Linked DNA regions of Danio rerio: regions 2, 3 and 4 are each linked to region 1. A link is a contact called in public HiChIP or PLAC-seq and Micro-C data. All regions are on one chromosome and are shown on one strand. The core of a region is the stretch at or near the end of the contact, and the rest is flanking DNA. Distances in the headings are between cores, read along the strand shown. Region 1 holds the start of dact1 (dishevelled-binding antagonist of beta-catenin 1). Region 2 holds the start of lgals3b (lectin, galactoside binding soluble 3b). Region 3 has its middle 21 kb from the start of lgals3b. Region 4 overlaps si:ch211-185a18.2.

What was found. Hi-C and Micro-C count contacts between places; a contact is called where the count stands out from the background. HiChIP or PLAC-seq counts read pairs in DNA pulled down with a chosen protein or histone mark.
Region 2: a contact with region 1 is called in a Micro-C map of caudal fin, with 8 times the contacts expected there. The contact joins the promoter of lgals3b here to the promoter of dact1 in region 1. A contact is called at or near these places in 4 of 18 Hi-C or Micro-C datasets (caudal fin, embryo and an unstated tissue) and 2 of 4 datasets of contacts at active chromatin or transcription factors (embryo and gastrula embryo).
Region 3: an H3K4me3 HiChIP or PLAC-seq map of embryo shows a contact between it and region 1, with 4 times the contacts expected there. The contact joins the enhancer-like site here to the promoter of dact1 in region 1. A contact is called at or near these places in 4 of 18 Hi-C or Micro-C datasets (caudal fin, embryo and an unstated tissue) and 2 of 4 datasets of contacts at active chromatin or transcription factors (embryo and gastrula embryo).
Region 4: a Micro-C map of caudal fin shows a contact between it and region 1, with 3 times the contacts expected there. The contact joins the enhancer-like site here to the promoter of dact1 in region 1. A contact is called at or near these places in 1 of 18 Hi-C or Micro-C datasets (caudal fin) and 2 of 4 datasets of contacts at active chromatin or transcription factors (embryo and gastrula embryo).

What each region holds. Positions count from the first base shown.
Region 1 is chr17:12,204,650-12,212,400 of GRCz12tu, forward strand. dact1 (dishevelled-binding antagonist of beta-catenin 1) reads right to left here and starts at 5,826. Exons shown (of 4, transcript NM_214731.3): 1 at 5,210-5,826; 2 at 174-303. The coding sequence starts at 5,527.
Region 2 is chr17:12,027,875-12,035,625 of GRCz12tu, forward strand. It overlaps lgals3b (lectin, galactoside binding soluble 3b), which reads right to left and starts at 4,435. Exons shown (of 6, transcript NM_214693.3): 1 at 4,374-4,435; 2 at 811-821. The coding sequence starts at 816.
Region 3 is chr17:12,049,001-12,056,751 of GRCz12tu, forward strand. No RefSeq gene overlaps it. Among named protein-coding and RNA genes, the nearest start is that of lgals3b, 21 kb to the left of the region's middle. Within about 2 kb of position 5,036, at least 21 of the 62 cell types and tissues checked have an H3K27ac peak or open chromatin away from gene starts, as enhancers often do.
Region 4 is chr17:12,339,350-12,347,100 of GRCz12tu, forward strand. si:ch211-185a18.2 reads right to left here. Exons shown (of 32, transcript NM_001258228.1): 30 at 4,934-5,003. Among named protein-coding and RNA genes, the nearest start is that of dact1, 130 kb to the left of the region's middle. Within about 2 kb of position 3,127, at least 5 of the 62 cell types and tissues checked have an H3K27ac peak or open chromatin away from gene starts, as enhancers often do.

The DNA of each region.
Region 1 (7,751 bases), core at 4,576-7,075:
GCATGTGAATTAGTTTCCTTTGGAATCCTTTTTGCCTACGCTGATCACGCAGATTGGTTTTATGCAAACAGTCTGTTGGTAACCAATTCTGCCAAGCCTCGAGTGACAAACATGCATTGCTCAGAATTCAAGCCCCTCTCTCAAAGTGTTTTGGTTTCACAACAAATACTAACCAGAGCTTGGCCGGCTGTCGGTTTCCACATGTTCATGCGAAGTCTCAGTGTCCAGCCGCAGGTCACTGATCTGTCGGTCTAATTCCTGGAGCTGGTTAATCAAACCTGCGTCTCGCCTCCTGAGGCAGTTCTACAAAGAAACAAAACATGAAAAGATGATGTTGAGAAAACATGTTGTTCGGTACTTCAGCAGCTTCTGTATGAACTGCACTGTATAAAGTGAAAACTTAAATTAGTTAAGCTTGTTACAACACCATGATTTAATTAGTTTCCACTTAAATTATTATGGTTTCAGTAATAAATAAGTTGGACAAACTTTATTCTTTTAGATGTAAGAAGTTGAAGTAATTTATTTAAGTTGATTCAATGAGACTTTTCTATTTCATTTGAGAGGATCTGCACTACAGCCCTGGCAAAAATCTGCAAACAATTTTATTTCATAATGCACATCCCTTTTCCTATTCTTTTTTTATTATGAGTGCAAATCATACACCCACAAATAGCAATAGAATAGACATAAAATAGCAGGAAGTGTGTAAACAGCAATGACATTCAGAATAATGGTAGTATTTAAATAGTATTTAGCATTCACACTGTAAAATAATTCTTGCATGCCTTACATTTTTTTGTTTAATAAAATGAACATTGATGGCATGGTGGCTCAGTGGTTAGCACTGTCGCCTCACAGCAAAAAGATCGCTGGTTCAAGTCCAGTTGGTGTTTCTGTGTGGACTTTGCATGTTCTCCCCATGTTTGCGAAGGTTTCCTCCGTGTGTTCTGGTTTCCCCCACAGTCCAAAGACTTAAAGTGTACTGGGTAAACAAAATTGGTCATATTGTATGAGTGTGGATGTGAGAATGCATAGGTGTTTCCCAGTACTGGGTTGGGGCTGGAAGGTAAAAGATATGGTGGAATAGTTGGCGGTTCATTCCGCTGTGGAAATCACTGATTAATAAAGGACTAAGCCGAAGGAAAATTAATGGATAAAATTAACTTCTCCAGTCATCTCAACTCACATCAATCAAACTGACTAAAAATGTTACGTTACATTTGCATTAACTTTTTTTAGTTGAAACCTGATTAACTTATTAAAAGAAGTTAAAGCAACATAATAATATTAGTTGTCTTGGCTTTTTGTCATTACATTTTAACAGTGCTTAATAATAATAATAATAATAATGTGAATAATACCAGTTATAATACTAAAATTGATGATGATGAATGTAATATTCTGTAATGACGACAACAGTGATATCATTAATAATAAAGGTAATAATAATAATGTTGTAATAATAATAATAATAATAATAGAGAATAAAAGTCACATCCTCAGCACATGCCACACTGTAAAAACAAACAAAGTTGACTCAACTTAAAATTTTAAGGCTACAAACTTCAGGACATTATTGAGTTTACTTAACGTTCAACCCAATTACTTCACTTGACTCTAGGCATGAGCCGGTATAAGATTCTGACGGTATGCTAACCTTGGATAAAAATATCACAGTATTGTGATTACTGCTCTAAAATATCTTCTTTTTAAATGTCTGGGTAAAAAACTACAACTTTTCTCTCTTTGAACATAATATATTTTATTTTGAGAAACATATATCATATTTTAGGGGAGTAAACATGTCAGGCTAAATAATTCAAAAGAATCATTGACTTCTGCTGTCTTCATTAGTTTCAGAAACACGGATTTCTTTACAATTAAAACAGCATCTTTGGATATCTTTTTTGCTGGAAATACTGCTGTCCTACAAAACTTAAAACAAAATGTAAATAAAAAATCTTACACATACCTAAAGAATGGTAAAGCAGAAAATTTTGACGATTTTAAAACCTTGAGTTTTCCAAACCATGGAATACCTCAAAAAGCAGTTATCATCCCATGCCCACTTGACTCAATTTAAGTTGAGTAAAATCAAAAATTTCCTGAAGTTTGTTGCCTTAAATTTTTAAGTTGAGTCAACATTTTTTTTACAGTGCATATACAGTTAAAGTCAGAATTATTAGCCCCTCTTTATTTATTTATTTATTTATTATTTTTTTTTTTTAATATTTCCCAAATTATGTTTAATAGAGTAAGAAAATTTTTACAGTATGTCTGATAATATTTTTTCTTCTGGAGAAAGTCTTATTTGTTTTATTTCGGCTAGAATAAAAGCAGTTTTTATTTTTTTTTAAAACATTATAAGGTCAAAATTATTAGCCCCTTTAAGCTATTTTTTCCCCATAGTCTACAGAACAAACCACTGTTATACAATAACTTGCCTAATTACCCTAACCTGACTAGTTACCCTAATTACCCTAGTTAAGCCTTTAAATGTCACTTTATGCTGTATAGAAGTGTCTTGAAACATATTTAGTAAAATATTATTTACTGTCATCATGGCAAAGATAAAATAAATCAGTTATTAGAAATGAGTTATTAAAACTATTATGTTTAGAAATGTGTTGAAAAAAATCTTCTCTCCATTAAACAGAAATTGGGGAAATAAATAAACAGGAGGGTGAATAATTCTGACAACTGTATATCCTATCTTCTGTGTCTGATCATGTTTTTTTAATATAAATATCCTCCTAACCCTAAAGTCCTCACGAAACTAATCAGACAAGACGTAATGAACAAAATGAGAGTCACACCTCGCATGGGAACAACATTCAACTTCGACACACCGCTAGAGAGCAATTGGATGCATCTGACAACACCCGTATCATGTGCTGCATTCCAAATTAAGCGTGGTAAAACAGCAGACCGAGGAAAATGTGGCCCCTTCAAAGCAGACGGACACTGCTTCAAATGACCTATAATCAGAGGCATGTTATCTGCTGCAAATTTTAACTGCTGCTCGCTGACAGGGGAAGTAATGCAGTGCAGATTCCAGGCTATATGGAGCGGAGGAATGGCGTTTCCTCCACTGCAGAGCGAGGCTGTAAAAAATGCCTGGTCCTGACAGGAGGGCCGCGGGTGATTTATGGGCCCTGAGCTCTCAGCATGCTGGCCTGTGCAGACCATTTTTACACAAAGTGCCATTTGCAGAGCACACCAATGGTTATTTTGAAACGGCGTCAAATTAACCCCAGACCACTGTTGACGGCCTGGGCTTCGGGAGAGAGGAGTCTACATTTACTGTTTATAGTCAATTCACAGCACAAGGCCACAGAGGACTGGTTGTTTATTCTTGTGGAATCATAAGGACATTAGGCATTATATGATTCACACATCACCGTCGACTTTACTGCAGATGTGGGTGTGCGGCCTGCAAACTGACGGACCTCAAGATAAACAAGTATAATCATGCCAGACTACATCGGAGAAGATTCAACCACTTGTGTACAAGTCTGAGGCTTTGGCAAAGCATGGAAATTGAATCCAAATCTTGTAATTCTTCTTTGTGTACACAATACGTTCACCGCAATGCATAGGGTTACAATATTGGAGATGTTTGCAAATACCCAGAGTGGAACCAGGTGTCTTTTTGGCCCAACTGTTAAATTTAATCTCGCTCATCCTCTACAGCAGGGGGGCTTAAGCTGAGCTTGTAAAAAAGTTCATTTCCATTGAAACCCATCGACTAATCTCATTCAGGCCATTCAGACCCCCTCCTAGATCTGCATTAGGAACTCTGGGATGTTCTACTATCTCCTGGAAGTTTTATTTAATGGTTTTCTCATTGTTTTAATGTCATTCTAATGATTATAAGGCTTGGGTTTCTGGTGTCACATGACTGTAAAGGCCAAAAATAGAGACTTTGTCTATTTTAATTTTTACTATATGACAAAAAGTTCATAAAATAAAGTTTTGATTGAGCTCAATACAACTATTTCTGAAATTATGGCTATAAAAATGATGTTTGTAGAATTAGAACTAGATATTTTTCAAGACACTTCAATACAGCTTAAAGTGACATTAAAAGGCATAACTAGGTTAACTAGGCAGTTTAGGGTAATTAGGCAAGTTATTGTATAACAATAGTTTGTTCTGTAGACTATAAATATAAATATATATATATATATATAGCTTAAAGGGGCTGATAATTTTGACCTTAAAATGGCTTTAAAAAAAATTAAACTGCTTTTATTCTAGCTGAAATAAAACAAATCCGACTTTCTCCAGAAGAAAAAAAATTATCAGACAAACTGAAAACCTTGCTCTAACATCATTTGGGAAATATTATATAAATATTTCAACTGTTTATAAAGAGTTCAAATGCAAAAACCTCTAAATGCCGTCTGACATTTTCTCCTAAAAATAGGTATTTTTTTCTTTCTAGCTTCTGTGTGTATGTTCAGCAAATCCAAATCAATTTTATGGCAAATATGTTCTTTGCATTGCCTTTAAAGTGAAACAACTGAACACAAACATAGGATGCTGAGAAAAATGCAAATTTTAGAAGAAAATTTCAGATGGCACATATAGAGGTTTTTGCATCTGAACACTTCATTATATATAAAGTGTATATTATACATATATAATATAGTTACGGTATAATCATAACTGACAAAAAATGTATAACTCTGTTTATGGTAGTCTGATAATACTGAGGTTTTTCTTTTAGGTATTTTGAAGTACAATGCAAAAACAGTATTGACTTTTTACGTTACTACCCTGGTATAAAGTAGTAGTACCATAGTTTTTGAAAATAAAAGTTCAAATAATGCCAATCCAAAAAAAAAAAAAAATAAATAAATAAATAGACGACATAATAGCTAAAAAAATATTAATAATTAATGTAATAAAAAAAGATATTGCACCACATATGCACACTGAAAATAACGATTCATCAAATTTACTAACATTTTTCCAAGGTAAGTGGTTGGGCTGACTTTAAACAAATTTAAACAAACCAATCAAGTTGAACGTTACTATATTTAGTGATTTATATAGTAATGTTCAACAAATCAAGATGAACATTGCTATAAAAATAGTTTGCAACCTTAAAAAATAGCAAATCCATTGAATGATTCAATTTAGTAAATAGAACTATAATGAATAGAACTATAACAAAAAATAATGTCAATCTGCGACTCACCAACTGTTTCCTAAGCAACAAAATATTCTCCTCCAGAAGTTTCTCTTCAGTGTTCAGATAGCTGTCGTCCACTGTCAGGCAGGGTTTGTCTTGTCCTGCAGCCTCTGGACAGCTCAACACACTCCTGACCAGCAGCTCCTGCCTCTGCCTCAAGTACTCCAGCTCGGTCAGTCCCGCGACAGTGGCGTCCAAGCGCTCCCGGGCTCGAACCCGCTCCCCTTCGCCGTCCCGACAGCAGCGCGCGTCGCATTCCTTCCGATCCCGCATCATGAGCGCGCAATAATCCCTGCACACCAGCATCTCTGACCACTCGTTCATTTATAAATCCAATGAAAGCAATAGACCTGTGGAGAGATTCTTTCTATGAGCAGAGTGCATCTGAGAATCGCGCTCTCAGACAATCTCCATGCGTAAAAAGTGATCCAGAATTAGAATTCCCAAAACAGAAGTAATCATGAAATGTGAGCAAAACTATTAGTCCTTTAGAAACATGAAGTTTTAAAGCATGCTGTCCTTGCTGAAGCTCAGGATATAATGTGTAAATCCACACATACACGCAGAGAAAGACACAGAGAGGGTGTTGATGCGTCCCGTCCGGATGATACTGGGATCTGAATGTGTCCTGAAATGAAGCGCTCAGTCACACACACAGAGGAAACCGCGCTGATGTGGGCGCGCAGGGTCCTAACGCCCGTTTGTGTTCTCTGTCCTTCTGAAGCGGCTCTTTTATGCTATCAAATATGTGACCCTGGACTAAAAACAGTCATAAGTGACTTTTTAAAAATTAAGATGCATACATTATATAGAAGCTGAATAAACAAGCTTTCATTTGATTTATGGGATTGTTATGATAAGACAATATTTAGCCGAGATACTACTGAAAATCTGGAATCTGAGGGTGCAAAAATTCTAAATATTGAGCAAATCACTCTGGGTTTTTCTATATGCATGTAAATAAATCAATGATAAGGAGAAACACATATTTTGGATTATGGATATTTCTGGAAATAATTTTAGTTATTTTTATTAAATACATTTTTTATTTGGTTTATATTTGTTTTAATGACATTTATATACTATATAATATTCAAATATATATTATATAAATACATATTATATATAAACCATTATATTTATGTAGATGACATATTTTATTTAAATTATATTTATTTTTATTTTATTTATATTTATGCAAATTGCATCTACTTATATTTAATTTATATTTATTGTAATTACATTAACATATTATATAATCAATCATGTTAATGAACATTATTCTTTTTAATTTTTTTTTTATATTCATGCTAATTATATTTATATTTTGACAATTATATGTTAATATAATTGATTAATTATATTTTAATTATGTATTTTTATGTTTATTTATATTGAATTCATATTTATGTAAAAATAAATAAATAATTAAATATAACAGTATATTTTATATATTGACAATTACATTTATGCACATGAAATATATTTATTTTATTTTATTTATATTTAATTTATATTTATTGTAATTACATTTTTATATTATATATTGACAATTATATTAATGCACATCATTTTTTTTTATTTTGATAATATTTAATTTATATTTATACAAATTATATTTACATATTGACAATTATATTCATGCTAATTGTGTATTTTTATATTTATTTATGTTGAATTCATAGATTATTCAAATTATATATATATAAACATATATTATTTAAATATATATTATATATTTACAATATATTACATCACATACTTTTACTTTAATTATATCTATTTTTAATTTATTTTTATTTTAATTGTATCTATATTTAATTTAAATTTAAATGTAATTACATTTATATATTGACAATAATATTAATTCACATTATGCTTTTTTAATTATATTTAATTTATATCCATGCTAATTATGTATTTTTATTACTTTTATTTATTTTAAATTCATATTTATTTAAATAACATATATTGACAATTATATTTGAACACCACACAGAACACCAAATTTTACCATGGTGATGGCATCTACATTATTCAGCATTAAAATAATAGAAAGCATGAATTATTCATTTTTTTATGCATCTTCTCAAACTCGAGCAGAATCACATTTTGTAGCATTTGATATATTGTAAATGGATCTGAATGTAAACACATCAAAGCCTACAGCAATAAATAGGACCTTTTAGTACAAAATTTTAATACATTTAAAAAGAAAATCACTGTATGTAATCAAGTACGAAAACTGTATTTACTTATATTCTATTTATTATATTTACATAGTACACCAAATTTTATCAGTATCTATATTATCCAGCATGCAAAGTCAGCTACAGTAAATTATCCTATCATCTAATCATCGTATTAAAAAAACAAGATAATACAGGATGAATAAGAAATTAAAAACTAAATAAAATAAAACAAATGTATATTAAATAAAATTAATATACACATTTCTTATAATAAATGTAATAAACATATTTCTGTTTGAAAGTCATATGTTTTGTATCAGTTAACGTAGTAAAGTGGTATCAATATGAAGAGATGA
Region 2 (7,751 bases), core at 3,185-5,684, 180 kb before region 1:
ATTGATCAGGAACTATGCACTTATTATAAGCTTTACCAATTATGCTAACATGTTGTTCATGTTAACTAACGCGTTAACTAACTAAGTTTTCATGAACAAGGATTCAGTATTGCTTTATAAATGTGTTGTTTATTATAAGATCAAGTGATCTAATCCATTAACAAACGCGTTAGTGTATGAGTGAGTAAACATGAACTAATTAAGCTGTTCATGTAAAGAGATGCATTAGATAATGTGTAAATAAACATTAACAAAGATTAAATAATGCTGAACAAAGTCCTTAATTACTGTTAGATCATGTTTACTAATGCATTAGTTAACACATAAATAAATGTATAGTTAACATTAACAAAGGTTAGGTAATGCTTAATAAATGCTTTATTCATTGTTAGTTCACGTTAACTAATGCATTAACTAATGTTAACTAATGCACCCTTATTGTAAAGTGTTACCAAATAATCTAAATGACTGGAAGTAAATGTTAAAAAAAAGTATCATTAATTCATTCATTAACTTTCCTTTGGCTTAGTCCCTCTTCTATCAGGGGTCACCACAGCGGAATGAACCACCTTCCTTCAGCTTAGTCTCCTATAATTATTATTTAATACATTAATTGTTTGCAGTTAGTTAAAGATTCTAAATGAAGTTGATTTTGTACAGTAATTGTTGATTAGTGATGTTTGTTCTATTTAACTTCACTGTCACTTATTATTTAGTTATACTTATTTCCATATTTGTCTTGGGTTACTTTCTGCACAGTTATGTATTGACGGCAGACCATTATTCTGAAGCGTCACCAGATGTACTTACATCCATGATTTCTGAAATGGAAACAGAGAGAAGACATTGTTAATTTCACAGAAGGTAATATTTGTGCTATAACTGGCTTTGCCATACATTTAAAAAAAAATTTTAATGTTAAAATGTTCATTATTTTAGGTAAAAAATAGATATTTGAAGAAAGTTTCACATCTAAGTGTGGTTATTGTAGGAACTGAAAGGTGATTTGAGCTCTTTTATGCCATCAATATACACCCTCCTTTTGTAACCTTTCACTTAAGAGACACAAATTGATTTGAGCTGAATTTAAACACAGAAATTAATTTGAACGATACTATATTTAATTGATTTGTTTCAACTCTTTTAAACATTATTTTCAAGCACTTGCCTTAAAAATGTAGTAAATCCAATTGAATCATTTTTTCCAGTGTAAATATGTTGCTACTATTTCACAATCGTGAATGCACAAGTTGTTGTAGTTCTTCTAGTTTATGTAAAGCACATTAAATTAACATTGTGTATGAAATGTGCTACATAAATACCCCTTCCGTTCCTTGCTATTTAGCTAATATTGATAATTACTCAATTTCATTACTATATTCTAAACTATTATACTCTATTATTACTATAACTATACCTAGTAGGACTAACTAATTATTTAGTAAGAGCAAATGTATTTCACAGAAGGTAATATTTGTGCAATAACTGGCTTTGCCATACATTTAAACTTTTTTTATGTTAAAATGTTCTTCATTTTAGGAAAAAATAGATATTTCAGTAAAGAGACACACTGAGAGACACATTTTTATGAAATATTTCAAAGCAATTTCACAATCTTAAATGCAGCAGTTGTTCTAGTTCTTACCCAGTTAAATAAAAAAGTTAAAGTGAATAAAAAAGTTGTCAAACATTTTGTAACATTCCTATTTTCTATATTGATAAAATATTTTAGAAAAACAATTCTGTACAACTTATTTTATAGGGTAAGGAAATATGGTGTTTCATTATTTTAGAAATATTAGGAAAAATACTTTAGAATTGTCCAAAAATAAAAGATTATTTCATCCAAATGTTAAGTGAATAGCTATATATACTGTATAGCGGGGCGGCACTGTAGCTCAGTAGTTAGCACGGTCGCCTCACAGCAAGACCACTGGTTTAAGTCCAGTTGGCATTTCTGCGTGGAGTTTGCATGTTCTTCCCATGGGTTTGCTCCGGTTACCCCCACAGTCCAAAGACATGCAGTATGGGTAAACAAAATCGGCCTTGTATGAGTTTGTGTGTGAATGTGATGAGTGTAAGGATGTTTTCCAGTACTGGGTTGCAGCTGGAAGTGCATCCGCTTTGTAAAACAAATGCTGGAATAGTTGGAGGGTCATTCTGCAGTGGCGACCACTGATAAATAAGGGACAAAGCTAAATAAATAAATGAATACTGTAGCTACAGTATAGTATGAATTGTTATGTATTCTTGTTCAGGCTTGTTTCTCTCAGTACCTTTTCTTATATTTGTTACCAAGTGACACTTATTTTGATATATTAAGTGGATTTATATGTCTACAAAATAACAGGTCACTTAAAAATAGCCTATGGGGTGTCCCCGACATGTCTAAAATGTGTCAAAATGCAGTTTTCTCTGTGTTCTTGGTATTGAGAAACAGCCCATGTCTTCTTAACCAAACACACCTGATTAAGATCATCAGCTCATTAGCTGATACTGAAAGACCTGTAATAGGTGTAACAGACAAAGGAGACATCCAAAACATGCAGTGTTGGTGCTCCTCCAGGAACGTGGTTTAGAAACACTGTCCTAAGTAAATATAAAAGCCAGTTAATTGATTTTTATATGAAGAACTCTGGAAGTTTTTGCTGAAAAGCATCTAAAAGATATGACATTGATAGACTTTGACAAAATCTTTGTTATAATCAGGGTGCAAATTACAGAGGGGTTTGACCCCTAATTAACGCTTGATCCACCCTAAAGGACATCAAAACAAGATGTATGGGAGGTCAGCCCTTTGATAGTAAGAAATAGCTTTCTCTGATCTCTCATTTATATCTTAAATCTTACAGCCAGATCGCACGAGGAAACTTAAGTATTTTACTTTTTGTCAGTTTATCGGCTGACTCGTACGATTACGTACAAGTTCAGTCGTCTAAAAACGTACGATTTTAACCTCTCCGGAAACTGGCAGTTCTAGAGCACTGACATAGACTTCTTAAGTATTTACAAAACATGTTTCATGTAAAATAGGTGTTTATATCTGCATGCAGTCAAACAAAAGAGAAAAATTAGACATAATTTGTATAGTTTGACCAACAGTAACCTCTAAAATAGTCACTAAATATCCCTAAAAACACTAAAAATCTATACATTTCATTAATAAATGAGATGTAATTTAAATACATTCATAAATTTGATTCACTGAAGCATGTATTACAAAACTACTACTGAAAAAGTAGACCCCAACCCCCCGATCGTCGATGTGTAATTCGCACCCTGGTTATAATGTTTAACCGGTCAACTACATTGGGAAAATAATAGGTGCAGTTGAGTGCTAAAGGTAATGCTGTATCTCCTTAAAACCACCCATGCATTTTTTGTATCAATATTTGTTTTAAAAACTACACATTGGTCCCCTGGTGTTACATTACATTTTGTCATGAGCTGATGACTCATTTGTCCTCGAAACCACCCACCACACCCATACATTTACTGTGTGAATGGAGCCGGAGGGAATGCGTGATGATTTAGATAATATGATATTAATAATAAATACTGTGCAGAGCATAATAAATGCACACTGGTTTCACAGAAAGGCAAAAGAATAGTTTGGCCAAAATGAAAAATGTACTCTCAGTTTACTTGCACCCAAATTGGTTCCAAACCATTATGACCGCCCCCACCCTTTGTGGTTTCTTTTATTTTCAGGAAAGCTGGAAACCTCTATTTCTCTATTGACGTCCATAGGTTTCTAGCTTTCTTCAGAATATCAGAAAGTCAAACAGGACTGTTTCAAGTAAAGAGTGAGTAAAAGATGACAGAATTTTCATTTTTGAGCGAACTATTCCTTTAAATCAAATGAAGCTCTATGAAGATGAACTGTTTTGTTGACATGTATGGCTTATACTGACATGTTATGGCTTATGAAGTGAATATGTGGAATATCTGTACATTTTTACGTGTAAACGTTGCATGTAAGCATCCGTAACTCCAGATCAGTGTATTCCCTGAGGAAAAAATGATTATTGTGTAATCTGCACTCAAACGTAGCAAACAATGCATCACTGCAAGTTCTGACTCGTCAGCAGGCATGTGGTTTTCACCAGGCCTCTGAATCTCATGAACGGATGTGTTTAAAGCTAGCAAAAGTACACTTCAGCTCTTAGTTTCAAAAGCGCCATTTGTTTACTATCTGTAAAACTCACAGGATGCCATTTTATGTCGACATCACCTACTGTTTGCATTAGGCAAAACTAACCCACCACATAAATACACATGTTTGAATATCAATATGCAAACACGTACACCAAAGTCTAATCCAGAGAGTGCTGATAAAGTTTTGAAAATGAGGCTAAAAGAGGCATAAATACCTGCGTGGTGTAGCTGATGGCACAAAGTTGCAGTTGTGTGGAGGAAGTTGGTAGACAAGCAGGAATTTAAGGTGGAGCTAAAAAATACACTCTCACACCCCTCTAAACCCTCCTCTGTACTTCTGAGAAGAGGACGCACCCACTCATAATACAAACAAATGCACCGATATCCATAGGGAAATACATTTAATCAGAGGCGAGACTATAAATAATATGTTAACTAGTATGCTGAAACATTCTTATCCGATTGTGTCAATATTAGTGCGTCGGTGTGGTCTGAAGGTTGTGCACTTGGGTTCATCTGAGGTGCATAAACTCCGATTTCATGTGTTTTAAGGATGGGTGTAATCAGGGGAGTTTCTGTTTTCTTCCAAGAATCCAAGGCTGAACAAAAGCCAAGTTGCCTTGGAAACTAGGTGAGGATTATAAGTTCAAGACATATGCAGTGTTGCGTGGTAACTGGCAATGCATGGAGGTCTACAGTATATACAGCAGACACACCTATTCACTGTTCATTCATCATTCATCTGAACTATTTCAGTATAATATATATATATATATATATATATATATATATATATATATATATATATATATATATATATATATATATATATATATTAGTAAAATTTGTAAGAATAGGACAATAGCAAAAATAAAGTCACAAAAGCTGTCACTGAGGTTGTACTTTTTACACATTTGTACATAGTGCATGTAGCTATACATTAGTAGTTCAAAAAATTTAATAAAAAAGGTTTTGTACCTTTATATCTGATGCTGCAGTGAATTTAATAAAAGCAAAGAAATATAGTATCATTGTATTAGTAACATGATTTTTTTAAAAATTCACCACGCTATATATTCCAGATCTGCTTATTCGTTTCATCCATCATTTATTGCCAATATGAAAAACAACTACTCTTGCTTGGTGGTTCAGCTCATTAGATTAAAAGTGTGTATGTATGTGTGTATGTATATATATATATATATATATATATATATATATATATATATATATATATATATATATATATATATATATATATATATATAGTTGAAGTCAGAATTATTAGCCTTCTTTGATTTTTTCATTTCCCAAATGATGTTTAACAGAGCAAGGAAATTTTCACAGTATATCTGATAATATTTTTTCTTCTGGAGAAAGTCTTATTTGTTTTATTTCAGCAAAATAAAATCAGTTTTTTTGTACCGTTTTAATGTCAATATTAGCCCCTTTAAGCTATATATTTTTTTGATAGTCTTTAGAACAAACCATCCTTATACAATAATTTGCCTAATTACCCTAACCTGCCTAGTTAACCTAATTAAGCCTTTAAATGTCACTCTAAGCTGTATAGAAGTGTCTTGAAAAATATCTAGTATTATTTACTGACATCATGGCAAAGATAAAACAAATCAGTTAATAGGAATGAGTTATTAAAACTATTATATTTAGAAATCTTCTCTCCGTTAGTTTCAACTGCTAATAATATATACATACACTACTAACACTTAAAAAAAAACACAAATAAAAATATGCATACATTAGCAACCCCTACCATATTGTTATCAGAGACACCTTTTATTAAAGGGGTTTTATGTAGCTCTTTAAAAAGGTTATTTAAGTTTTCAGGTGTGCCAGAACATACTTTTACGCTTTGTTGTCTGAAAAGCGCATGATTAATTTATAGTGTTACAGTACCTTCCTCCCCTAGAACTTTCACAAGCGGCATGCCATGTTCCGGGTTTGATAAAGGTCCGCCTTCCAAAAAATCTAAATGTGTTGTGATTGGTTAGCTGCTGTCCTACCGTGTTGTGATTGGTGAACAGCTGGTGGTACTACCACGCCCGTCGCCTAGCCACTGTTTAGAGTTTTCATAATGTTCTTTAAAAAGGTATTGCTAATATATATTACATTTTTTCAATGTTCTTTGATTTATTTATTGGTAACACTTTATTTTGATAGTCCATTTGAGTATTAGTAGACTGTCTGCTTAATAGGCTATCTGTTGCTAGCTACTGCTGCTAAACATGTCAACCCTAACTCCATCCGTCTACTCAACAGTCTATAATCTAATGATAATTAGTTGGCATGTAGATGCAATGTAACTTAAATTCAACAACGGGCCATCAAAGTAAAGTGTGACCTATTTATTTATTTATTTTTAATTCTGGCAGACATTATATTACTTAATAATATTTAATAACTGTTAAACAAACATGCAACTAAAATGTTAATGCAACTAGCAGCATGCAACTTAGATGTTAGATAATTCTAAACGTGACTCCTAAAACAATCTGTGCAGCCTAAGCTAATATTACTTTAAATATCTGAAATTTGTATAATTTATCGTCACCTACAAAATAAATGATGATAATGTTAAAAAAAAATTAAACATCTTATATAGGCCTAGTAAGGATACAAAAATCGAAGTATATTTTATTGCATATTGCTATTAGTACCAGTGCACTGCTTTAGTCACAGTATTTGGGAAAAAGTCGCATTGCAGGACCACAAGGTGGCGCGTTTACTCTTCGTAAATGTGCACCAGAGGCTCTCGTACTAGGTTAGTTTAGTCTTTGCTTCCAAGGAATCCCTGTGGTATTTTATTCCTAACAATATATTTTAAAAGATTGGTGGCCTTTCTTTTTTAATGAAGTGCAATTATTCCATTGGTAAATTACCTATTAAATTAGCTAAATTCCATCAACAAGCTCTATTAGCCTGGATTTACAACCACAATTTCTCACCCCACAAAAATTCATTCATTCATTCATTTTCTTGTCGGTTTAGTTCCTTTATTAATCCGGGGTCGCCACAGCGGAATGAACCGATAACTTATCCAGCAAGTTTGTACGCAGCGGATGCCCTTCCAGCCGCAACCCATCTCTGGGAAACATCCACACACACATTCACACACACACACACACACACACACACTCATACACTACGGACAATTTAGCCTACCCAATTCACCTGTACCGCATGTCTTTGGACTGTAGGGGAAACCAGAGCACCTGGAGGAAACCCACGCGAAGGCAGGGAGAACATGCAAACTCCACACAGAAACGCCAACTGAACCGAGGTTTTGAACCAGCGTCCCAGCGACCTTCTTGCTGTGAGGCATCAGCACTATAAAAATATATTTATGGAATAACGCAGACATTAAGATAAATATGATGAGTTTTATAAATATTAATCAATTCCCTGCCCAGTATATGGAATTTAAGTCGATTATAAAGCCTATACCTAGTGGGTTACTGTGTCTGATTAAAGCAGCTCTTAGTTATGAGGCAGGTTCCAAACAATCGTCACTGTTATGCCTAGGAGGAAAATCTATTCTTAAAGAATGCAATAATTACTCTGACAGTTTTTTG
Region 3 (7,751 bases), core at 3,786-6,285, 160 kb before region 1:
GTTTTGTACCCTTGTAAAAGTTGTACCTTATATGGTACAGAAAGACCTGATGATACTTTTATGGTACAACTGAAATGGCTGGTACATCGATAGGGGGGTTGGTTAAAGTTACCGGAGTTTTCTGAGATAAATAACAAAATGGGAGGGTGGCGGGCGATGGGTCTGAAATACGGGAGGCTCACACATACACTCTGCACTCTGACTACTTCAATGTTGTTGTTATGCAGTGGTGTGGCATTTCACCGTGTCTCGTGCTGAACACTGTCGACCAATCGCAACAGGCTGTCATCGGTCCAATCAGCGCAGATTAGCTTCGCGCTAAGGAGGGGTTTGGGAGCAAATTAATTGCTAAAAAAATAATATGGAAGTCGCTGGGATAATTAGGTAAAAATAAATGCATATTATAAGACAATGAAAGTATTTTTTTAACTGGAGACCCTTAAAACCAAAATATGACCCTTTTTAATGTATAATAGGGGCTCTTTAATACTATTATAATAGTCATTAATAATGCTCTTGACTGGTATTGCTATACTACACATTTACATTTACACATAGGCATCTACTTGAGAAGTTTATTTATAATCTAATTTCAAGAGGATCACGTGCTTATGATTGCTTGCGGCTGGTCCCGCCTTATCCAATTTATGATTCACCAATCAGACGATTCCAAAACCACTATAAATTCCCTAAGTTCCATATAACAGCCATCTTCGTTTTGAAGAATGCCCCCTTCCACCCCTACTCCTTCTTCTTTCCTAGATGGGTGGCAAGGTGGTCCAGTGGTTAGCACTGTTGCCTCACAGCAAAAACGTCCCTGGTTCTAGTCCTTACCAAGCCAGCCGATGTTTCTGTATGGAGTTTACACGTTCTCCCCGTGCACACATCAGTTTCCCCCGGGTTCCACGGTTTCCTCTCACCGTCCAAAACATGCAACTTAAGTTAATTGACTAATCCAAATCGGCATCGTAGACATGCTCCTAGTAAGTAGTTATCTCTAAAGAGCAATCACTATCTGTTCTTTAGTTACTGCAGCAGGAGAGTTCTGGAGATCTACCTGAGCTCAAACTCCCCTCTCGCCTTGCAAAAGGGAGTGAGCCCTAGGCTCAAGGATCTTTTGAGCTCAGGGCTCTCTCCCAGGACAGCATGCCAAACAAGCTTATAATCAATCATTAGTTAAGTGTGAACTCTTGAAACACACACAAATATCATGTTGGCTGTCTTGTGTGCTTTGTTGACCCTTTCCAAATTTGGATTGTAATGATAATCGTTTTAGATTGTGGCGAATAAAATGTTCTGCCATTTTCTCAAAGTGCCACTAGGAGGCGCTGCACTGTTCTGCCCTCCCTCGAGCTTCCAAAACCTTATTTCCGGGGTCGGGAGGAAGCGGAAGGGCAGGTACACAGTAGGAGACCATAAAAGGTGGTGTTGAGGATTGCTCCAGGTGGCTGTTGTTGTTGTTGAGGTTGTTAGAGCTGCAGTTGGAGTAGCTGTTTTCTTTGCTGTTTTTTTTATTCGTGTGTTGGTGGTGAAATCGTGGGGAGAGAAAAAGACGAGAAACAAGAAAGATGCAAAAGGTGAAGAGCTGTTGGCTTTGAAGATGGAGGTGTGGCGATAAATACTGTGGTGTGAAAGTGATGGTGGACAGGCTGACCAGAAAAACTACACGAGCGATTAAGTGCGAGGGGTCTGCAGGATCTTATGGGGATTGAAAGCCAAGGTGGACCTGTACAGAATCAGCGTTGTTTGCCGGGTCAGTTATTTAGGTCATTCACATTCATTCATACACCCATACAATCCACACCCATTGCTACTCAATTTCACAAACCTTCTTTACATTTCTCTTTCTCTCTGGTTTCCGTTACCTCAGCCACACGTTATTATTGTTTGTTTGATTGATTGTTTGTTTGATGTTTTCTTTCTTTTATTTTATTGACTTATCTAAGCAGTGATTTCTTTTTTTTGTTGTTGTTGTTAAAAATCGTTCAACCAAGATTGAACAGGGGTAAAAAGAATTGGTTATTATTTAGAAAATATATTTGTTGTACTGTGTGATAAAAATACAACAGTTGATTTCATTTAAAGTGTGTTGCGTTGTTATTATTTATCCTTTTCTTTTGCATTGTGTATGGTGGTTAAATGCCGGCTGTAGCTAACCAGGGTATTAGTAAATGTTTTTTTTCTTTTTGGCAAGGAAATCTTGTCTGGCGCCCAAAGTTTAATTAAAAATATTGATAACTAATTATTTTTTTGTTTTGTTTGAGGTCTGCTGGGAGTTGGATGCTCAAAGAGTTGGATGATCATCAAACACTAAACTATATGATCAGAAATTTTAAAAGAGGTGATTTTCGGTGCACATCATAACATAATGCTGGCATCCATTTTGAGTTTTGCTTTTGTGCTATGTTTATCTTATGTTGAAGATGTTGATATATGTTGTATATGTTAACAGACAACACAGTGACTCAGTGGTTAGCGATGTCACTCCACAATAAGAAGATTGCTAGTTTGAGTCCCGGCTAGGCCAGTTGACGTTTCTGTGTGGAGTTTTCATGTTCTGCCCATGTTCACGTGGGTTTCCTCTGGCTGCTCTGGTTTCCCCCACAGTCCAAAGACATGCGCTATATGTGAATTGAAACATATTGTTTATAATCACTCAAAAATGGATAGAAACTTTCGAATAATTTGTTTAACCTGGTGAATATGCTTGTTTACAGGACAGGCACTGGCACTGTACCTCAACCTGCTCCTGAAGTTCTACATCGCCTCCAGAAGCCTCCAGTCAGGGTGTGAGCACCGCCTTGTGGTGCCATCGTAGAGAGGCTATAAGGCACACTTGTACCCCATCCCATCACACTCAACGGCCCACGCTCACAGGGCCTGAGCACGCTTACGTCATCAATGATGCACTGTTCAGTTTAAGTTTAAGCTTTCGCTCAGCACAGTGGAGATTTCTTTATTTATATAATTTTAGTCGTTTGAGATGCGGTGACATGCAGTCAAATATTTTGCCGAACAGATCAGCCACTTTTGACGCTCATAAACAATCATAAAGTCCTTGTGCTGCAGGTTTTAGGGGGGTTTGCTGAAGGTGCAGCTGTCGTGCAGTGAGGGGTTTGCATCTTTAATAATCTACAACAGTTCGCGTTTATTGAACGGTAGGAATGATTAATAAAACCATATGAAATAGTCCCTTAAAAGTCACGTCTTGTCTTCAGTTTCGGGCTCATGCGCGCTTTGCACTCACACACAAGCATACCACGCTAAGGTGAACCAAGCTCTGGCACACCTGTACCAAGTGAACCGTGCCTGAGCCCGATTCAGCGCACTCACACTTCTCAAACGATCCAGGAAACGGGCATAGGCACGGTTTGGATAGCATGGTGTGAGTACGCCTTAAGTCATTTTCCAAAACGGTTTCATTCAATGTTTCTCGCTGGTGGAATAATCTTTCCATTCGCACTCAGACTGCGTATACACTGGTATCCTTCAAACGACAACTAAATATCAGCCATCTCTTCAGAAAACACTTGAACCCTGGTGAATAATACTAAAACCACCAATAGAAGCTCTTTTTTCTCTTAAAAAATAAAATAAATCCTACTCTAGTACTAAATTCTCTGAGCACAAACAAGTTACTTTGAATAATTAGCACTTCTTGTCTGTATTGCCTCTTGTTGAATCGCTGAATACCTCCTCAATTGTAAGTTGCTTTGGACAAAAGCATAAGCTAAATCAGTGGTCCTCAACCACCGGGTCGTGCACTGGTAACAGTCTGTCGACCAAGTGGTACCAGGACGCACAAGAAATCATTAATTCCGTTTTATTTATTATCGGAGTCTGAACAATCTTTTTTTTTTTCAATGTTTTTGTTTTGAAAAATGACTGTGTACTCTTTCTTACATCTCGGTCACTTAAGTTTCCAAATTTAAACCACAAGCAGCAAAATGAGTAAGAAACAGACGGCTTTGGAAAGCTTCTTTTCTAAGGGGAAAATGCCCAGTGATGGACCCACAAACTGCCAAGGAAAAGACCCGCAACCCATTTGTCAACAAATCAGGTGAATCCACCATGTCTGTGCACGAAGATCAACTGCTGGAGATTGCAAATGATGGCGGTCTTTTAGGGGCCATTCGCATATTGTTAACGTCATTTCCATTTCCACCTCGGTTTACGTTATTAAAATAACATCATTTCCAATTCAGTGCTTCACAGTGAAGATTAATTTAAATGTTAACACAATGTAATGTTCAACAATATCAGAAACTATTTTCTGTAAGAGTTAGTGCTCATAAATATCCAAACCTTAAAATAAAAAATATCAAATAAATACAGAAATAGCCTATATTAAGCTACATTTATAAAATAAAGATTAAAATTAAATGTATTTTTATAAATATGAGAACATTAAATGGTAGTTATATCTCCAACACTGTTCTTTAAAACATCACAATGTCCTTTTCTGCAATATCTGAATATATATTCTCTGCAAAATTGTTCACAGGTATCCAGTCCTTAAACACAAATAAAGCATTAAACAAGTATTGCACTGTTATCTGACAGACATTTTAACCCCAGTATTACTTTCTAATGATGGCTTGATCTTTTAATAAACACTGCAGTGCTTTGTAATTTTGTCCGTAAATAAAACTTGTATCAGAGTGACAGCAATGTTTTGTCAGCTTGTCATCCTCTGAGAAAACGGTTGATGGTTGCATATCCGGTCCACGGACCAGTCTGCGGTGAAAAAAGGTTGGGGACCAATGTGCTTAATTACTAAATGTAAATGTGTGTGCATTTATGGGAAGCTTTGAAGGCATTGTTGTCTTTAATCTTCTCTCTGACCACACTCATATTTTAAAAAACTGTAGTAAAAACTAACAGGATTTTGTCACACTTTAAAAACAAGACGAGGCTGCACTTACGCCAATATGTTCCCAGTTCAGTCAGGCATAAGCAACAGGGATCACCAGAGCAATACTTTAGCTGAGTAGACTGTATGCCTCACACTGTTTCCACCCACACACCCCCTGTTTTTCTCACACATGCACACGCATGCACATACACAGAGAGAGAGAGCGGTCAATCAACCTGTCTGGTGCGCAGATGTCTTTCACAGATAAACCAAAGAGGCTGACTCGTGTCACTGATGCTGAATGGGATGTCAGTCAAGGAGAGACTCTGAGATAGGCTATTATCTGCTTTTCTACTGCAAAACACTGGACTACATTGGCTGCCTGTGTCTTTGTAATGCGACACTAAGCAAAGACACAGGGTCAGAGGTGGATGAGCATTTATCGCTTAAAACTCTCATATTATATTTTAATACATTACATTAAACAACAGAGCAACCAGCCAGAATACTGTGGTAATCATGTTACCCTAGCAACCATCCAAAACATCTTAGCAACCACATAGAATGCAAAAAATCCTAAACACCCACTTAGAACACAGTAGCAATGACTATCACACCTTAGCAACCACACAAAAAACTTAACAACCACTTAGAATGCACATGAACCTAAACAACAACTGAAAATACAGTAACAAACAGCATATTACCTTAGCAACCATCTAGAATGCTATAGCAACAGACCTACTGTAAACAACCTAACTGTCAAAACACAACCACATAAAATGCCTTAATAATGAACTCAAACAACTACACAAATCGTCTTAGAAACCACACAGAATGTAATGTAACCTATAGAACAAAACAGCCATTTAGAATAGCAACAATACAAAAACCTTAGCAACCACTAAGAATTACCATAATACCCTTGCAACAACCCCAAACCTCTTAGCAACCAGCAATAATACAAATTTATATAAACAACAAAACAAACACTTAAAACACTGTGACAATGACCATAAAATCTTGGCAACCATGCAAAAATACCTTAGCAACCATCTAGAATGCCGTAGCAACAATTCTAAACAACATAACTCCCCAAAACACCATAGCAACCACCTAAAATGACTAAATGAGGAACTCAAACGACCACCCGGAACACTGTAACAGCCTTCAGAACATTGTAGAAGTCACAACAATATCCTAGCAATAACTTAAAACATCTTAGCAACCAAAACGTAAATTTATCAAAACAACAAAACAACCTCTCAGAACACTGTAGCAATGACCATAAAACTTGCCAACCACACACAAAAAAACATAGCAACCACCTAGAATGCTGTAGCAATGGTTCCAAACAACTTAACTCCCCAAAACACCATAGTAACCACCTAAAATAACTAAATGATGAACTCAAACAACAAAGCAACAAACCAGAACACTGTAACAGCCACTATGATACCCTAGCAACCACCCAAAACATCTTAGCAACCACAAAGAGTGCAAATTTATATAAACAAAAAAAAAAACCCACTTAGAACGCTGTAGCAATAAACATACAATTTTAGCAACCACACAAAATAGCCTAGCAACCATCTAGAATGCTGTAGTAGTGGATCTACTACATCACTTCCCAAAACACCATAGCAAGTACATAAGATGACAAAATGACGAACTCCAACAACAAAGCAACCACACAAAACACTGTAACAGCCCCCATAATACCCTATCAACCACCCAAAACATCTTAGCAACCACAAAAAAATGTACATTTATCTAAACAACCACCCAGAACACTGTAGCAATGATGATAAACTAATGGCAACAGCACACAAAAAACCTTAGCAACCACCTAGAATGCTGTAGCTATTGTCCTAAACAGCACAACTCCCCAAAACACCATAGCAACCATATAAAATGACAAAACAATGAATTCAAACAAGACTGCAACAACCCAGAACACTGTATCAGCCACTACAAAACCCTAGCAACCACATAAAGCATCTTAGCAACCATGAAGAATGCAAATTCATCTAAACAACCACTTCAAATGCTGTAGCAATGGATCTACAACATAACTCTCAAACAAAGCAACACCAACCAACCATCTAAAATGACTAAATGATGAACTCAAACAACAAAGCAACCACCCAGAACACTGTAGCTGCCACCATAATACCCTCGCAACCACAAAAACATCTTAGCAACCACCAATAATGCAAATGTATCTAAACAACCACACAGAACACTGTAGCAATGACCATAAAATCTTGGCAACCACACAAAAAACCTTAGCAACCAACTAGAATGTCATAGCAATGGTTCCAAACAACATAACTGCCCAAAACACCATAGCAACCACCTAAAATGATTAAATGATGAACTAAAACAACAAAGCAACCACACAGAACACTGTAACAGCCACTATGATACCATAGCAACCACAAAAAAATGCAAATTTATATATATAAAAAACAACCACTTTGGACACTGTAGCAATAAACATACAATCTTAGCAACCACACAAAAAGCTTAGCAACCATCCTGAATGAGATACTTAGAACTATGTAGCAATGGATCTACAACATAACTCTCAAACAAAGCAACACCAACCAACCATCTAAAATGACTAAATGATGAACTCAAACAACAAAGCAACCACCCAGAACACTGTAGCTGCCACCATAATACCCTAGCAACCACAAAAACATCTTAGCAACCACCAATAATGCAAATGTATCTAAACAACCACACAGAACACTGTAGCAATGACCATAAAATCTTGGCAACCACACAAAAAACCTTAGCAACCAACTAGAATGTCATAGCAATGGTTCCAAACAACATAACTGCCCAAAACACCATAGCAACCACCTAAAATGATTAAATGTTGAACTAA
Region 4 (7,751 bases), core at 1,877-4,376, 130 kb after region 1:
TGAAATGGATATTCATGTCTGTGAAAAATTAAACCAGAGAAATGACTATATGCAGCGCTCATCCCCAGGCTAATACCACCTCTACAGTGAAGCATGGTGGTGGCAGCATCATGCTGTGGGGATGTTTTTTAGAAGCAGTAACTGGAAGACTAGTCAGGATAGAGGGAAAGATGAATGCAGCAACATATAGAGGCCTCCTGAATGAAAACCTGCTTCAAAGTGCTATTGACCTGAAGGCTGATTTATACTTCTGCGTCAAACACCGGCGTATGCTACGGCGCTGACGCATAGCCCTTCGTCGTGGCCGTCGCTAACGTGCACCTCTCAAACATGTAACTACAGGTCATAACGACGCGTAGCGCAAGCTCTGTGATTGGTCAGCTTAGTAGCGCTGACGAGTCTGGGCGGGACCGAGAGCCGCGCGAATGGCGCGAGCTGGACGCGAGCCCAATGGAGCGATTGTTTACAAGTGTGGAGTCCCGTGAAGGAGCTCCTGATGGAAAGATTTGTTTTGTGTTTACCTTATAGTTAAAGTTGTTGCACGTCCGCCGGTTCCTGTCTCAAAATGAGCGAGTTTGAGCCACTTGTACATCCAGGAAGTGTTCAGGAAAAGCAAAAAAGCAGAGAAGAAACTCGACACAGAGAAACATTTTACACCTCACTGCCCACTAGCGTTTCGGAAGTGTTAATTCAGACCAACAGAGACAGCGCGCAGAAGTATAAATGCACAGCTACGCGCGTTGCCTGCGCCGTGGGTCACGCCGGTCACTTGACGCAGAAGTATAAACCAGGCTTTAGACTTGGGTGACGGTTCATCTTCCAGCAGGACGATGACCCAAAGCACACCGCCAAAATATCAATGGAGTGGCTTCTCAACAACTCGGTGAATGTCTTTGAGTGGCCCAGCCAGAGCCCAGACCTAAATCCTATTGAACATCTATGGAGAGATCTGAAAATGGCTGTACACCATCGCTTCCCATCCAACCTGATAGAGCTTGAGAGGTACAGCAAAGAGGAATGGGCAAAAATGCCCAAAGACAGGTGTGCCAAGCTTGTGGCATCATATTTAGTAGGACTTAAGGCAGTAATTGCTGCCAAAGGTGCATCAACAAAGTATTGAGCGAAGGCTGTGAATACTGATGTACATGTCATGGTTTCCGCTACATTCATTGTTCCATAGCGGGGCGCCATGCTAAAATTCGTACCGCTACGGCTACATTACAGCTTCGCATTCAAAACATTTTATTTTTTTAATAGTGGTTGATAATCGCACCAAAACATATTAAAGGGTAAGTGAATTATAAAAGTGCGATCTTTTCTGTAACCGTAGTAGTGTTGTGCATCATTTGTTTAACTCTTAAGGTTACATGCTTGCTGACTAAATGACAGGCGTGTGATGAGTGAGGCCAACAAACACGACGTATAGCCGTTTCACTTTACTTCAGGACACATTAATGCTACTCTTTAGGTCTATTAGAGACATTCAAAAATATTTGTAGCAAATCTAATAAATGTTGGAGGCATACTCGTTACATAAACGCACTAAATTGCAGCGTTTCTTTGAGAGCGCACAAGAAGATCTGTGCGCACTTGAAGCGGCTTATATTTGAGGGGCGTGTAAAAAGTTTTGTGCACGAGCAGAGGAAATTGGCGCGCAAGCTCAGAGATTCGCTTGCTGTAGGCTATTACACAAATGCGATCCTAACTTCTAATACTGCGCTAACGACATTTGTCATTGAAATAATAATGCCACAGGTAGTTGGTAGGTCTGTGTAAAAAAAAAAAAGGGCCTGCCGCCACAGCTGGAAAAAATCCTAGAGGAAACACTGCATATGATTTTTCAGGTTTTTTAATTTGTAATAAATTTGCAACAATTTCAAAAATTCTTTTTTCACATTGTCATTATGAAGTATTGTGTGTGGAATTTTGATTAAATAAATGTATTTAATCAATTTTGAAATAAGGTTGTCACAAAACAGAATGTGGAAAATGTGAAGCGCTATGAATACTTTCCAGATGCACTGTAGAGACAAGGGGCAAATTGAACTGGACTGGAATTTCTTTTTGTAATTAATTAATTTAATTTTTTTTAGATCTAGCAAAAACCTTAGCACTAGTTTGCAAAACTATTTAAACTAACAAAAAATGCTAAATACCTGAATGTTTTGTTGGTGGTGGCTGGATCTGATGCAAGAGAACTTGAGTCAAGGATTCAACTGATATAGGTCGCTTCGGTTGCGATTTACAACCCATTTCGTGTTTTAGACTGCTGTAGCACCACCATCAGGCCTAACAAGCCTCAGTGATGTGGTGGACGGAGGGTACAACAATCTTACCAAGTTTTAAGTCTCTATGACTTACAGTTTGATCTGCCTAATCAGATAGGTGACCTTTGAACTTTTCTAACAATACCAATATGGATTCAGCACTTGAATCCTTAATACATTTCACCACATGAAAAAAACAGTGACAGATTACGAAAGAGGAGTAAAATTGGCAGCTGCAGAGACAGAGGTGTCTCCTGTCAGCAAATTAGGGTAAACCGTTTAGGACATGTACTCGAGTTCACAATGTTCCCTTACATAAGACACAATTAAAAGCACTGGGGAGAGAGAGCGCCTTCTCAGCACTCATCTCATTATGTCCAATCTGCAGAGCTGACCTGCATTTGCACACATCCAGCACTCTAACATCCAACAGACACCACTCATTGCTTTAACCCTGATCACTTCCAACTGTCTTGCATCATCATAAATGCATCAATGTGTCATTTAGAGCTGCACGAACACAACTACGACCGCCTCTATTGCATAAATGATTTGGATGGAGTATGAAAGAGAATGTCAACAATGTACATCGAACACATAAATATGCTGTCAAACTAGGATGCATATACAGTATCTGTATTCATATATATATGTATATATTCATACTCAGACTATTGGTCTAGCCTGACCTACAGAATAAATAATGCATTTGCCACCGCAGCAGCTGCTGTCACAAAAGCATTTGTCTTCTGTTGTGTCCCCTCACACCTGACTCAAGTTTATAAAGCTGACTCCAGCATCTCTGAACCCCTGATGCCAAGGACAGAGACCTCAGAGACAAGTAGACAATCATGCTCAGACTCAGACAAAAGAACAATGCAGACAGAGCTGCAACTGCCCTATAAGTGTACTGCCATCTAGAGCCTGCAAAAAAAACAGCAACTGTTTTACTGAAATAACAAAATCCAAATTAAGAGTGATAAAGAGTGTATAATTAGAGTCTACAATTGTGTAAAATTACACATTAAAATTCTAAATTCAAGAATCTTAGGTAAAATGATGGTAAAACTGTTTAAAAAATACTTTGTTTGTGGAGACACCTAACATCTAACCCAGTGGTTCTCAAACTGTGGTACGTGTACCACCAGTGGCACACAGGCTTCCTTCTAGTGGTAAACGGAGGAATGAAATATGTCATGCACATGCTACACACATTTCAAAATTTACAAAAAATGATGTATATAATACGACATATATGACATATAGCCTTTATTTCTGAGATAATCTGCCACGTTTTTTTACTGTGCAGAGTTGTAGCTGCTTTACTGGGCCTACTACGCGACTGTATTTCAATACTGGTCATTTTGGTGGTACTTGGAGAGACGATTTATTTCTGAGGTGGTACTTGATGAAAAAAGTTTGAGAACCACTGATCTAATCCATTTATTATGGCATTAAAACATTAAAAGCCAACCACATCTGAAACTGTTCAACTAGACACAATATTTAACTAGCTGTTTCCATCCAAAAATGTGAATTAGCAAAACTGGAATATTGCAGACCGGGGGACCCAAGTAGGAGCACTCACTCTGGTCCCCCGGGCTCTGTGCTGGTTGGGGAAATTCCAAACGTAACCAAAACAAACCATTTCAATTGGCTTAAGATTGGCAAGCAAATTTCAGGACATTGCTTATATGGACATCTGTAATCTAGTTATTTAACATAGACAATAATATACTTAAGGTGTTTACGTGAAGTGCTTTCATGTAAGATTTTCTGTAATATTGGGTGACTTTAACTGCAGTTTGGCTATCAGTTTCACTATCATTCAAGAACATTTCACTCATGCCCCCATGACAAACTGGGGTATTAGACGCAAATAAGGAGTAAGGACTGGTGAGAGTTTTATGGAATGTAATAACGCACACCAAATGGAAAGAAAAAAACTTCTGCATTTTGCGATGTAAGTGTGTGTGTGTGCGAGCGGTCCTTTACTGACAGCCGTGTGTGTGGATCTTGTCGGAAAATATGGTGAAAACTTCAACATGAAGGTAATAGTTTGATCGCGGTGTTTACTTCAATAATGCCACTTTTATATTCATACTCCATGTCTAAATTCTATTTCTGTTTAGTTCAGTTATGACTTCAGTCGGATTAAGGTCATCAAAAACAGCTGTTTGGAGCTTATGTAGGGATACAGTTCAAAATTCATGATTAACTGAATAAACAGTTAGTAAACACAAGTACATCTTATTGAACATTTATTTTCATCACCAATTATCATAGTAGAACAGTTTCTCAAGCAGTTTGTGATGCATTTTGGAAACAGGAGATGAGCCCCTGGTCTAATGCGCCACCTGGCTTGAGAAACTCGTTCTCAGAGACTTACTTTTAGTTATTATTTGGGTAGCACACATATTCTGAATGCCTTGGGCAGAATTCAAATGAGCCATTTTAATCTAGATTCATTCCAAGATTACAGTGAGATTAATCTAGATTTTAAAAAAATGTATCTATGCCCACCTATAGAAATTAACCATGCCAAGTATATTCACCTTTGGCCCACTAGCCTTAATCAAGTTTGGTTTTTGGCCATTCATAAGAAAAGGTTTGGGCATCCCTGACCTAAATGTGGTCTTTGTTTTTGTGTGTACATGTATTTGTACCTGGTTCCTCTTCATACTGTCTCACTAGGAGAGGTGCAGGTCTGTGAACAGTCTGTGCCATCTGGGAGCTCTAAACAACAAAATGAGATGAAATGAGACAAGAACAATAGCAAAGGAGAGGGGCGAGAAGTGGACACTGTATACAGAGGGATTACACAGGAACAGAGAGAAAAAAAACATAGCTTTAATCTCCCTCATTCAGGGGGGTAAATCCCCACATATGGCTGACCTACAGACCGAGAATCCTGGGTTAATGAGGGTCTCAGAAGTTTCCACACAACACTAAAGAGACTACTTTGTTTTTGTGATTAAGTCAAAAGTAGGGACAGAGGTCATGTCTGAGCATAAATCTCTGTACATGTATCCTAAAAAGCCTAAATAGTACAATGCACAGACAATCAGTACTTGCTTCTTACTTTATACAAACGTTAAAAGACAAGTTTTTTAGCAAAAAATTATAAGCAGGAAAAATCAGAATCATAGTAATTAAATTGGTAACACTTTAGCACAGGGACCAATTCTATTAACTATTACATAGATGCTTGTTGCATGCATATTGTTAACATATTGGCTGTTTATTAGTACATATAAAGTACAAGTACATTTTCTGCATGGTCATATTCTACATCCCTAATCCTACCAAATACCTGAAATGATCTATTACTTTACAAACTATGAATAAGCTGCTAACTAGGAGTTCATTGATGCAAAAGTCATACAGTAGTTAATGGTTTGTTAATTGCAAAAATCCAACTTTAAAGGGGACCTATAATGCCCCTTTTTAAATGAAGTAAAAAATGATTTTAAATAATGTAAAATAAGTCTCTGGTGTCCGTAGTGTGTGAATTAAAAGTTTCAGCTGAAAATACCCCACAAATATTTAATTGCTTTTTGAAACTGCCCCTGTTAGGCTGTGATCGAAATTGAGGCGTTTTGATGACTGTCGATTTAAATTCAAATGAGATTGTGCTCTTTTAAGAAGAGGGCGGAGCTACAAATGCCTATGTGTCAGTATAGTGGCAGATTCAAAGCGTTAGCCTATTTTTTTTTAGTCTTTAGTTTTTCTTCTTGAATCTGGCTGGTTGAACAACATTTCATGAATGCTTAGTTATAGTTTAATTTAAATATATAACTATATAATTAAACTTTATTTCAAAGGGGACCTATTATGCAAAAATCCCTTTTATATAACAGTCTGTGAATATAACCAGCTTCTAATGGGAAAAAAAATTATTTATGTTATTTGTTGCAATCACACTTAATAAAAACTCTGCAGAAGCACTTTTTGACTTTTACAAGTATCGAAACAAATTTACAATTACAGATTCCTTACGGAAAGGGAATGTACCACACACCCAAAATGACCCTGAATGTAACACGCACCGGAAAATATCAGCTTGTGTGTGACTTTGTATACACAGGTTACCACGAGTCTACAACTATAAAAATCATGGTTTGACCAACTGGGATAAAACATATTAGAGCTATTCTGAGAAAATATCAGCGTTAGAGAATGTAGAAACATGTAAACGCAAGTACATGAAAACAATCAAAGCACGGCACATGTTGACTGATAAAGATATCAAAACCGAGCTCAACCTGTAGACCTGAGTAACTCGAGTAGTTAGACAGGTCGATTGATACCCACGCAGAACATTTTGACTTGGGTTCAAATCCTGTTGATGACATGTCATGATGTCAATTATAATTATTTCTTTACATTAATTTTGGTTATTTACTGTTTTGCCACACAAATATTACAATCTATAATTCTTACAGTGACACTGACACCAAGTAATAAGAATATTTATTTGGTATGGGCATGTTTTGTTGTTGTGAAAAAATTTACATATCTGTCAATCTGCAAACATCAATAGTTTACATCTGAAAAGGGGCCTCAGTTAACACGGACACCAGTTAAACCGTAACACCGGCTTCATTACTGTTAAGAGTCGTCAAGCAGATGTTTACACCGTGTAGACTTGACATCATGTCCACGGTAATAGCGTACGAGTGGCCCTCGTTAAAATATTGAACACATTGATGCAGTATGTCAGGTGTTTCAGTCTGGTCCGCATCCTTTATATAATCCAAACACCGACCACATGTAAAGCAAAACCGCGTTAAGCTGCTCATGTGTTTGCCACAAAACGGGCAAAACAACCCTCGACTACAGTCCATGTTCGGTCACCATGAACTTTGTTTACGCCATGTACTCCCCAGCACGAATTTACAGCGCTCACCAACAACAAAACTTTTCCCCAAGTCACTCTCGGTGCGTGGTACATTCCGGGACACTTCAGGTGCATGGTACATTCCCTTTCTTTAAGGAATATGTAATTGTAATTTTGTTTCGGGACTTGCAAAAGTGTGTTGCTTCTTGTTAATTTTTTTCTAAAATGTAAATTTGTTTTGTCCTTGATAAAATTGTTTTTCCTATGTAATTGTGTCTGATGATAGGTAAAATTGTATTCCAAAATGTAAATTTGTCTCGAGCTTTGTAAAAGCCTTTTACACTTTGCAATGTTGTTTTGCATTTTCCGCCACCGTACTAATGGGAGGGTTTCCCCCTTTGATGAAACCTACAAAGAGAGAATGCCAATCAAAGTGTTTCTGCAGACTGTTTTTATCAAGTGTGATTATAAAAACTAAAATTAATCAAATTATCCTATTAAAAGCTGGTTATATTCACAGACCGTATGTATATTGCCACACAACTGTGTTTAAACCCCTGTATAAAAATGATTTTTGCATACTAGCTCCTCTTTAAAATAAATATGACCTTTAAAATAAACAAAAAAACTAATAATTCATGAAA